Regions from separate parts of the Mus musculus genome. Here region 1 is linked to region 2. Evidence: chromatin contacts called from public HiChIP or PLAC-seq data. All regions are on one chromosome and are shown on one strand. The core of a region is the stretch at or near the end of the contact, and the rest is flanking DNA. Distances in the headings are between cores, read along the strand shown.

Evidence for each region. HiChIP or PLAC-seq counts read pairs in DNA pulled down with a chosen protein or histone mark.
Region 1: a contact with region 2 is called in a BATF HiChIP or PLAC-seq map of CD8 T cells, with 5 read pairs. The contact joins the promoter of Itgb1 here to the enhancer-like site in region 2. A contact is called at or near these places in 6 of 115 datasets of contacts at active chromatin or transcription factors (CD8 T cells, the HPC-7 cell line, bone marrow-derived macrophages and 3 more) and 2 of 9 other capture datasets (adipose tissue and liver).

The regions. Positions count from the first base shown.
Region 1 is chr8:128,682,624-128,688,369 of GRCm38.p6, forward strand. Itgb1 (integrin beta 1 (fibronectin receptor beta)) reads left to right here and starts at 3,031. Exons shown (of 16, transcript NM_010578.2): 1 at 3,031-3,336.
Region 2 is chr8:128,561,491-128,567,516 of GRCm38.p6, forward strand. No RefSeq gene overlaps it. Among named protein-coding and RNA genes, the nearest start is that of Gm32643, 72 kb to the left of the region's middle. Within about 2 kb of position 1,446, at least 16 of the 459 cell types and tissues checked have an H3K27ac peak or open chromatin away from gene starts, as enhancers often do. A contact at or near this core is called in CD8 T cells, adipose tissue and memory CD8 T cells, where this site is marked.

The sequences.
Region 1 (5,746 bases), core at 1,781-4,280, 120 kb after region 2:
TCAGGAATCTGCCTGCCTTTGCATTTTTCTGACAAGCTGGTTCATTAATGCAGCTGCCTTTGTTCCTTTACATTCTTAAAGCTCCTCATATAATTCATATTGCATTCTTATTTTTTGCATAGTTGAGAAATTATATATTTTCAAACTAATGTTTTTAGAGTTCTTTCCCACAGCCTTAAGGGCTGTCCCGAAGGTCCTAGCATTTACCATTTTGCTAAGACATTAACCACACCTTCACCTCCCAGACTACTGCTGTCTCTGAATATCATGGAGTCATTCCTCAAAGGAAGGACATAAAAATACGTACATTATTATACAAATAAGCCTTATGCCACAGCAGCTCTGTTTGCCCTGTCCCAGGGGCAGGAGCCATGTCATTCTATCCCCACCAAGGTCATGTCAGACTCAGGAACCTATTTTTATTTTGCTAATTTGGATACACAGACCAAGTGGAAAATTTGTTTTCCTTACAAGAAAATAGAGTGCTCCTCATCTTCTCTTAATAGAGATGAAGACATGGAAACACCCCGTGCATACATTGCAAGCAAGATCACATTTGCATTTCCCCTATACCCTGGTCCAAGATGGAGGGTTAGTCTACCATGATGGTTGAATTTGAGATTCTGGTGCTAGAACCAATAATGGACCCCAAGATGAGGATTGTGTGTATAGTGACTAAAGGAAGATTATTTCTATCTGGTACATGGAGAACAAGAATAATGTAGATAATGATTGTTTATGACTAGAGTCTACCAAGGAAGAAAACTTGTGGTTTGGAAAAACTGGCACATCTCATCTCTGACTGCCTCAAATATGAACTGTCTGGCATTCCAAATTCTACTACTGCTCAAACATTGTAATACATGAGCTGGATAGAAAGATAGCAAAGATATTGAGGAGAAACAAAACATGGCTGAGAGACCCACTCAGGCTGAAAAATGTATCCAAGCTTGAACTTGCTTACCTTCATGGACTCAGACTCAGTCTGTGGCTGGCAGTGGAAATCCTGACGATTGAAAGAAAATGCTCTAGCACAAAGAGAAATGCAAACAAAGAAGGATCCTGGGCAAGACAGGAATTTTTCCCTCCCTCCCTCCCTCCCTCCCTCCCTCCCTCCCTCCCTCCCTCCCTCCCTCCCTCCCTCCCTTTCCTTCAACTCGATCTATAGATGAGGCTGGCTTCAAACTGAGAGATTCTCCTGCCTCTGAGTCCTCCCAAGTGCTGGGATAAAAAAATGTAGGACAGGGGCTTTTGATGGCCCACTTGACTGTTTCTTTTTTTAAGATTTATTTATTATTATATGTAAGTACACTGTAGCTATTTTCAGACACCAGAAGAGGGCATCGGATCTCATTACGGATGGTTGTGAACCACCATGTGGTTGCTGGGATTTGAACTTAGGACCTTCAGAAGAGCAGTCAGTGCTCTTAACTGCTGAGCCCTCTCTCCAGCCCCCTACTTGATTGTTTCCTATACTTCACTCTTTTTCACGGAAAGAATTCTATTTCTACCCTTGGGTTGTTACTAAATAGCTGCAATAGCTATTGCTGGGGAGAATAACCAACAGCACAGTAAATGCTACAGTGGAGAAAGGCTTACATTTTGAAAAAGCAAGAGGCAGCTTATATTTTCTGCCAAGGTAGAACTTCAATCCTCCAGGCACAGGGTAAATGGCTGTGGGTGTAATTGGACCTCATGCTTCTGCCACTACAACTTTCTTGTTGAGATGGACTGTACCGTGTAACTGTGAGCTAAAATAAATTCTTTCATTAAGTTGCTTTGTCAGTTATTGTGCCCCAGTAGTGAGACAAGTAATTAGAACAATGTTCATGCATTTTACATAGCTAAGTAACTGCCCATCTCTTAACATTTTTATGAATTCAAGTATAGCTACATTTCTGAGCAATTATGGAACTTATTAATTTCTATTTTCTTCAAAGTTTATGACTTGTACATGTAAATTGGTATTCCTCTGACAGCTTAGGTTGAGTCCTGGGAGAGCAGCACAAACACTATTTTGTGTGTGTGTGTGTGTGTGTGTGTGTGTGTGTGTCGATCTTGTGGTAGATTGTTCCCTCCTCAAGTCACACGAATGAAAGCTCACACAGTTCAGGCCAAGCATTGATAAAGTATGTTTATAAAGCTGTTTCTTGTGCAGAGACTGGGCTAATGGTTTAACTCAAAGTGGTAAGATCAATACCTTTAAAGGCAACGAACGTCACTGAGCTTTACCGCTGGGCTGCCGATGCAGACGTAGCCTTTTAAGTTCAGTCATTTACTAATTAGAAAAACGATGCTCATTTATTAAAATTTTAGTTAAACAATACATTTGATTTGCTCATGGGCAACATATAACTTTTCCATAGTGATTAATCTTTTTTTTTTTTTTTGGCATCCCAGTTTTACTCTTCCAGAACAGAAACACTATTTCTTGGGTTCATAAACCCGGCAATGAAAGCTGTCTTTACGGCTGGGTGCCCTGCTCCTCCTGGCAGCCCACACTCTTCGGGTAAGCTGATGGCACCTGCTGTCCCACAGCTTTCAGTATGACGAGGCAAGTCCAAGTTTCAAGCTTCTCATTTAGATTTTGAGACTGGCTACTTTTCAATTCTTTTTCCAGAAAAGAGAAAGCAAGTGCGCAAACATAACATTTTTCCTTTTTGTGCTTGGCCACCCAGATAGAAAATTGAGCAAATGCGGCGCCAAGGAGCGCAGGGTGGCACAGCAAGGGTGGAGCGGGAGTCTGCAATCTTAGGGTGACGGGGCGGGTCCGAGGGCTGCCTGCAGAACACCCGATCCTTCTTGTCCCCTCAGCCCACAGAGAGGTCTGGCTCGGGATCCCAGGGACCGGACACAGACTGCGGCTGGGCTTTCCAGCCGGGCGGCCGGCGCCCTCGGTGGTTCAGCGCGGTACCCCAGGCAGAAAGGGCCGAACGACCGAGCTCCTTTGTCTGCACCCTGCCCCACCTTCCTTCTTCCTGCCGCCTCCCCCTCCTTTTCAGGCGCGGCTGACGCGGCGCGGAGGAATGCGTTTCCGGAGGGAGAGAAAAGCCGGGCAGCCCGGGAGAAAGAGCTTCGCGGCGGGGGCGGGGCGGGGCGGCTTCCTGAGGGACAGGCGGGCCGAGTCTCCGCCCACTCGCTGAAGAGCCGCCAGACCCGCGGAGCGGCCGAGGCCCGCCGACGCCACCCGAGACCAACCGAGAAGCCGAGGCCCGCCGACGCCGGCCCGAGACCCTCCGAAAGGCCGAGGTCCGCCGACACCGACCCGAGACCCTCCGAGAGGCGGAACGCGGCGGAGCCCGGGCCGCCCGCGTGTCGGGCGGACGCTGCGAAAAGGTAAGGCCGCGGGCGTGTGGACGTGCGGGCGTGGGCTCCGGGCAACTCGGGCTAACCAGGCGTGTCTCTGCGGCCTGGGCCGGGTGGAGTCCGGTTTTAGGGACCGCGGCGCTCGGCCTCGTTCGGCTGCAGCTCCCCGCCCCGCCCGGCCTTGTCCTAAGGGAGGGTCGCGAGCCCAGTCTGTCACACCGGGGCGTGGCGGGGTTCAAGGGTGGGTACGACAGGGATCTGGGTGCCGCTGACCTTAGAGGGGTTCGGTCCGTCGGTGCCCAGCGGGCGCCTTTCCCCAGCGCGGCGCGGGACCCTGGGAACCAGGCCGCAGCGCCCGTGGTCCGCGAGGCGGTGCCCACCCGGGGCCTCGTGGAGTGTGGCTGCCTACCCTTTCTCGTGCCTCCTAGTGACAGGCTGGGTTAATGACCGCGCTGATCCCGAATGCCACAGTGAATTTGAACTTTTAATTTGAAACCTAGTAATAACTAGTAATAAATTATCCTATTTCCGTTTCCTCATCTTTAAAAGAGAAAAGGAGTTCCTACACTAATTATAGTAATTCTTGTGACACGAGGGTCAGACCCAGCTCCCAGCATGTAAACTCCCAGCATGTACTGACCTCACTGCAGAACCCTGATCCTGATCCATGGTGGTATTGGGACTGCCTATCTCATTTTACAAAGGAAGAAACTGAGGTGCAGGAGTTTTAAGTAATTTGGAGAGTTCATGGGCTCACCTCCAGAGCCTATATTTGAACTTTAAGTAACCTAACTAATGTAAAATAAAGAAGGCATTTTGTGTGTGTGTGTGTATGTATATGTATGGCAAGAGGAATCCAGGGCAATGCCTCAAAAAAAAAAAAAAAAAAAAAAAAAAAGAAAAGAAAAAAAAAGAAAAGAAAAAAAAGAAAAGGACACAGTAGGTAGTGAAATGTAAAACCACAACTTAGACAACAATGCTTCATATACATTAATTACTTTTCATTGCTTTTGCTATGTTAAAAAAAATCTACAAACTTCTCAGAATGTTTTGGTAGTATTAGGAAAGTCTCCTGGATATGCCATTCCACTTGGGTATGAAGAGGATAGTATGACTTAAGGTTTTTATTTTTTAATGGTGGTTGTTGCTTGCATAGGACAGAAATAAATGTTAGATGAATTCTGATTAGATTTCTTTTTTAAATCGCACACAGCCATTACAGTAGGTCATATCCTAGATAACCTGTAGAATGGACTAAGAAATTTTAGTTTAGAGTTACCTCTTGCATACTGATGGACATCAAGGCCCGAAGGGAAGGACTGACATCAGAATCTTAATATATGATATGATATCCAAGTTTATGAGGAATTTTGATTCATTCAACCATGGTTAATGATCAGAAATGATAGAATGACAAATAGAAAACGGATGAAACACTGGCATGTTGTATATAGGCACTTGGGGAGAGTAGAAGATACTAGAACTCTAGTTTTTATGTGAGTAGAAAGCAGTTTCTAGCTTATCTGTTGAATTTACAGGCCTGCAGTTGAAGAATCTGTTGTTGAGGATATGAAGTTCAGTATTAAGATGGTTTCTTTAATTTTAATTTATAATTATTTGCATGTGGGAATGTATGCCGAGCATAGGTGGAGGTTAGAGGATACATTTGTGAGGTTTCTTCTTTTCTTCCACTATCATGTGGATTTCAGGGATTGAATTCAGGTTGCCCAGCTTGGGTAAGCATTTTCATGTGTTGAGCCATCTCACTGTTTGAGGTTGTTTCCTTTTTTTAAGGCTTTGATTTGTTTATTTTATGTGGGTGCGTATTTGCCTGCTTGTAAGTTTGCCCTGTGTGTATGCCGCTCCAGTGGAGGCCAGAAGAGAGGGGTCAAATCTCCTGGAACAGTACCCACAAGTGGCTGTCAGCTGGTATGTGGGCACTAGCAATAGAACTCAGGTCCTCTGGAAGAGCATGTCTTCCCCTACCCCCTCCCACCAGGTTGTTTGTAATCTTCAGTATTGTACATGAAAATTACAGAATCAACAAAGTTGAAAAGTAATCAGTTGTCTTTAATTTTCTGGTCAGCCTAATTTGAATCTGTTCTGAATCAACATCAATGAAATGAAAATATAGTTCTGTATTGATTAACTCCATGAACACTGCTCACCTCTCCTCACTCTTTATTACTAGGAAAATTAATTAGCTTGACGGATGTTTGTCCAGAATGCTTTCTGCCTAATGTAGTTCCTTTACTCTCTGGTGTTTTTCTAACAGAGCCCCACCCCCTGGTTTACATGTAGAGAGGGAGGTGTATATCATAGTTTGTTGTCTGGAGAAAATAATTTTATTAGTGTTCCGTGAGTGTATGAGTACTAGTATTCTTACCTGTGTTACCAGAGTGATGAGATAAACATGTTGACACTAGTAAAAGTTTCAGAG
Region 2 (6,026 bases), core at 196-2,695:
GAAGAGAAGAGAAGAGAAGAGAAGAGAAGAGAAGAGAAGAGAAGAGAAGAGAAGAGAAGAGAAAATAGAAGAGAAGAGAAAAGAGAAGAGAAGAGAAAAGAGAAGAGAAGAGAAGAGAAGAGAAGAGAAGAGAAGAAGAGAAAATAGAAGAGAAGAGAGAAGAGAAGAGAAGAGAAGAGAAGAGAAGAGAAGAGAAGAGAAGAGAAGAGAAGAGAAGAGAAGAGAAGGAGCAAGGGATGTTCTACTGAAATAGGCTATCCACTTTCTTTCCTCCTATCCAATTATTCATCACTCCAGGTATGGGACCTGCTGTTTATGAAACGTTAATATTTCATGGTAACTAATTACAGCTGTTTTGTTAACATTACCTCCATAAGGCATGGTGCCAGTAGTAATTTTTAATTTTATGCAAATTGTGACACAACTGTTTTGTGTGTGCAGGAGCAGTGGGAGTAGGGTGCACAAGGAGGTCAACTTCAGGTGCCATTCCTCAAGAGCCATCTTTTCTCAGGAGCCATCTACATTGTTTTTTTGAGACAGGGATTCTCACTGAGATCTATAAGACTTACCAATTAGGCTAATTGGTAGCACCAATTATGTGTGACCAATAAACTTCATTGATCCTCCTGCTACCATCTCCCCAGTGCTGGGATTACTTACACAGGCATCACCACATCCAGCTTGTATATAGGTGATGATAGGAACAAAGCTCCATTGCTCATGGTAAGTCTTCAGGCATTCTGCCACTGAGCTAACTCCCAGCCCACATTACCATCTTTTACCTTTAGAAATCAAACCATAACATGGAGTAGAAAATAGATGTTCCAGACTCTGCTTTTATTGAATTTCCCAGAAATGCATGAAACTAAGAAATATTTCCTAGGATTATTTTGTGGAACAAGTTCAAAAGTGTCCCATGGCTGAGTTGACTGAGCTACTTCTGGGTCTGAGCTGGGAGTCTAAAAGCTGCAGCCCAGGCAGCCCAGGCTATCTGAGCCCTGCCCGCACAGGGGAGAGCAGGGAGGATAACACTGCAGCTGGTAGCCAAGACCACCATAGGCTCAGTCTCGAAATGATGAGCTCAAGAAAGAACATGTCTGTTTTGATTTGAAAAAAGGAGGGGTCTTTGACATTCAAGGAGCTGAGGAAATGGAGTTAACCCTCCTGAGGACATGTCAAGGGGAAGCAAGCACAACTGCAGCCCCTCTGGGGCCCTGCACTGGGCACCAGGAGCCATTCCTGACAGAGAGACTATTAAACACTGGAATGAGATGCTCTGGAGGCTGAGGCGACCTCTACTCTTGGCAGGTTTGGAGATTATTAAGTAGATTCCCATCTGCTGGAATGAAAGTCACGGGGTGAATGCTGGATGGCTTTCACAGACCTGGTTCATTGAAGGTCTTCACACCCCTGTGGTTAGAGGAAAGGGAGCGGTAAGTGGCTCTCCACCCACTCCCTTAGACATTTCCTTCCCTGTCAGAACAATAATGTTTTTCTTATCTTTTCTGAGAGTATATGTATCCTGAAGAAATTGCTACTTTTTGTTTGTTTTTTCATAAAAAGTGCCAACTGTATCTGGTGGTTTTCTTTTCTTTTTTCTTTTTTTCTTTTTTAAAAAGAAGTCTCTGCAAGGCAGTTGGAAGGTTTGGACAAAGCCATTGTGCAATAGCCAGCCCAGAGTTTACACAGCCAGGTCTACACAGTTCTTGAAGAGAAATTAAAAAAAAAAGCTAAGGCAGGGGTGGATCTCAGTGTTCTCTGTCAGCAACTTTGGGGATTCTGTCAAATTCTGAGCTCAAGTAAGACTGCTCCTAGCATTCAGTCAGGGTGCTTCAAAGAAAACCCACAGGTTTCTCATAAGTCTCTGGCCTAGAAATGTACAGAGTGGAATACCATGAAAACAGTTTCACAAAACAGGTGACTTCATGCATGCTGTAGGAGAGAGCATAGGACTTCTGTACTTGACAAGGTCATCTTGGGAGGAGGACCAAAAAAAAAAAAAAAAAAAAAAAAGCAAATGAATTCCTCTGTTGATTTATCTTCCCATAAAGAGTAGCCATTTGCACTTTCTGAGCATCAGATTCTTCATCTATGAAATGAGCATTCACGTCTTTTCCTTATTTATAAGGTCACTGTGAAAGCTAGCTGAGAACATGTTTGCAGGGCATGTGATACAGAATATACATCTGGTGTTAATGGTGTCCTTTACCCTGTGGGTAAGGGGACATCTGAATCTCAAACTTAAATGAAAACCCCTGGGAAACAACTGGCAAAAAGATTCCCAAAACTTAAAGGACAGATCGTGCCCATTAAAGCCATCAGCCGTCACTTTCCATCTGTCTTCCTGTAGCTCCCTCTCTCCTGGGCATTCTGTGCATTCCCAGATGCAGAAGTTGCTGTGAGACTCATTAAAGTCATTCAATTGTTCTTTCTTCCCTTCCAGAAGAATTAAGGGTGTCAAGGCCCAGATGCTGCCCTAGCACTTTCCCACAACAGAGACTCCCCCGTTGAAAGAAATGACCTTCTGACCCTGTCCAACTAGAAGGTTGTGGATTTCTTGAGTCAGGGTCACCTAGGGTGAGTTATATTCATAGTTGTTCCTTCCTCAGAGCTGTTCTGGGAATTTGGGAATTACAAGTCATGTCACACACACACACACACACACACACACACACACACACACACACACACACACACACGGTGTACACACCCCGCCTGATCCATACAGAAGCATCTACATCTGCATTCCACATCCACACTTCCTGAGTGCTTTGTTTCCAATTCTAATTTATCTTATACCAATGGGTTAGTCTAGAACTTCAGCCTCCTGCTTACAGTACTTCCCAATGGTCTAGGGAGCTGGCTCAGTTGATAGAGTGTTTGCTTCACAAGCATAGGGACCTGATTTCCATCCACAGCATCCACGTTAAAAAGAAACAATAGTAACAAAAAGACAAGGTGGTGTTCCTGTAATCCCAATGGGGCTGGGGCTAGATTTCAATGGAACTCACTGGCCAGCATCCTTGTTTAATTGTTGAGCTCAATGACTCTTAAGAAGTGACACTCAAGATTGACCTATGGCTTCCACATACATATGCACACACATGTGTACCTGTGTGAAGATATTCTCTATTGACTGACCTGCTCACTCTTCACTAACTGTTTCAGGAAGAATCCTGATATGAATATAGCTGGAACTTAGTCCTCCTAACATGCTATGAAACAAGTACCTTCAGCCCAAATCAGGAAAACAGAGAACTTGGAGGTCTCACTACTACTGACTAGCCAAACCAGGAACAAATTCAGGCTGAGCTCCAGCTATTCATAGGAGACAGCCTGTGAGCGTTTGGGAGGAGCCAAATAAAATGTACATTGTTTTTAGTTTTTTTACATTGCTGTGACAACATATCTGATAAAAACAATTTGAGGGAGGAGTTTAGTTTGTCTCACAGTTCAAAAGGGCACAGTCCATAATGGAGCTAAAGCATGGCAGCAGGATCCTGAAACAGCTGGTCACACTGTACTGAGGATTGTGGTTTCATTAAAAACATAGAAAAGTTATGTGAATGTTTTTTGTTTGAATCCCAGATGTGGGCTATGGGGATGCTTCAGATTGTCCAGTGCAGCTAAGATAATTTGTTTCATGCTCTGGCAGGGGTATGATTTTGCAATCTGAAGATAGTTTGTGTTTGCAATTCTGAGGACTCTTCAGAGGGTATATAAATGCCAGAGCCCCTGCTGCTGCAGTTTGTCAAGTGGTTGTGAGCAAAGTGACACGAAGAAGAAATTGGATATCCTGATGAAGAAGATCAAATTTGCCCCAATCAGCAGGAAGTAGTCTAATGATATCTATAACCTCCTTCCCCTCTAACCCTCTTTATCAACTACCTAATATTGGGGTGTTGGAAGGGATAATGGTGTTAAGGAAAAAAAAACAATAAAATAGCCAAGAAGTCTAGTTACATCACACTACACCCACAGTCAGGAAGCAGAGACAGAGGAATACTAGCCTTAGCTCTTTTTCCTTCAGTCTAGGACCCCAGCCCATGGGGTATATATTCCCACTAAATTTACTTAAGCTAGAACTTCCTCACAGGCATGTCCCAAAGTTTATCTCATGACAATTCTTAATCCTGCCAAGTTAACAATAAGTTTTAACCTTTTGGCTGTGGCTGCTTCTTATCTGTGGAGTGAATGTAAGGTTTCATTTCCTCTGAGTTGCAGAGCCATTTCATTTGCACAGGGTCCAAAATTTAGGCAAATTCTACATTTCTCAGGAAGGATTTTTTTCTTTTATTCAACATAACTGTTTCCAGAAGTGCAATGGGTGTCCTTAGTGGGGCATGAATGAATCCTACAGGGGCTGAAAACTACTATGGGGAGTCTGCCACCAGAACAGGGATGCTGCTATCATATGGACTTCATCTTACCCAGAGCTACTGCTTCCGGAGTCTCACTCTGAGCAGCCTGGTACGGATAGTCTTTGAAAGATCCCGAGGACTGTGTTAAGCATCAGTTTACTATCCCACCTGGATTCCCAAATACTGAAACAAATACTCCCAAATACTCCCAGACAGCCTCTATCTCTTCCTGCTGGTCAACCTGCTTAGATCTGAAAGCCATCCTGTGAGCAACTCAACTTTCCTGTCTGAAGCTGAGGACTATTTCAGGTGCAAATTGATATCTGATGGCATTCTGATATGTCCATGTGCATTAATGGCTGTGCCCCAGAATCCCCATAAGTATTGAAGGCAAGTGGTTATTCATTGCATTGTGGAATTTTCAGTTTGCAGATGATGCTAGCCTTGCCCTAGTTGCCTTAGAAATCTATTCTCTGATGTCCTGGCACCTCTGAGTATAACGATCCCAGGGTCACACTTAGGTCTGCCCTATGCGCAAAGGGGGAAGGTAAGGTTCTAGAACCCCTCTGCTTTGGTTTTGGCTACTGTGCTAAAAATTGAACCCAGGCCTTTGCACATACCATGCAGGAACTTTTCTGCTGAGCTACAACCCCAGACTAACTCCTTTTGCTTTAAAGGAAATTATAAAATAACAAATATTCCAGTCTGTAAATACCACGTTCTATATTTAGTGCATATTGACAAATATGTATCATGGATCAAGCACTTGAGAGGCTGATGGATGAAGATCACAACGAGGCTAGACAGGGCTACATAGTAAGTCCCCATCCCCAAAAGCCAAATAAAAGAATATCTACATGTACCATGAGTCATACAGCTCAGGTGGCTAATGATAATCTACTATTATTGAATAATCGTATGTTGTAAATATCTTCCTATCTTCTACATATATTTCTATATCACCATCGCATTCAATGACTGGTATACTACTGCATGGACACACCTTAACTATACTCCACAGTCCATCATTAACAGGTAAAATCATTATCTCCTGGTATGCCATAACTCAATCTTAGCAGCTGGAGGCAGCCAGCACGTGTTATCTTGTAGGCAGACCATTGATGGTTCTCTGACCCAAGGGGTCCTGCAAACCCATAGGTGTTGGCTGAGCAAGTCACTACAAGGCTTGAGAAGAGACACCTCCCTCCAAGCTCACACTTACGGTTACTACTAGGTTTAAAGAGTTTCTGAGTTTTATCTAGGGATGCCAATTCCTTGTCATGTTGGATCTCTCTGTATGTCCACTATAAGTAGAAGGCATCTTCCAGAATGTAGATCCCAGGAAAGAATGTGAGACTTGTATCCAAAATAAAGACAATTCTTTTATGCCCTAATTTTGTAAATGGCATTCCACCATCTTTGCCTTTTTTTTTAATAAAGGTTAGTTGTAGAGGGCTGAGAAGATAGCAAACTTGTTGAAGTGATTGCCTTGAGTGCACAAGGCCCAATGTACTGACCCAAGCCTAGAACCCCAGCACTGGAGAGATGGAGGTGGTCAGATAGATCCCTGGTGCTTACTGGCCAGCTTCCCTAGCCTAATCATTGATCCCTCGTCCTAAGAACACCCCTCACTTTAAAAAACAAAGTGGAAAGCTCCTGAAAAAT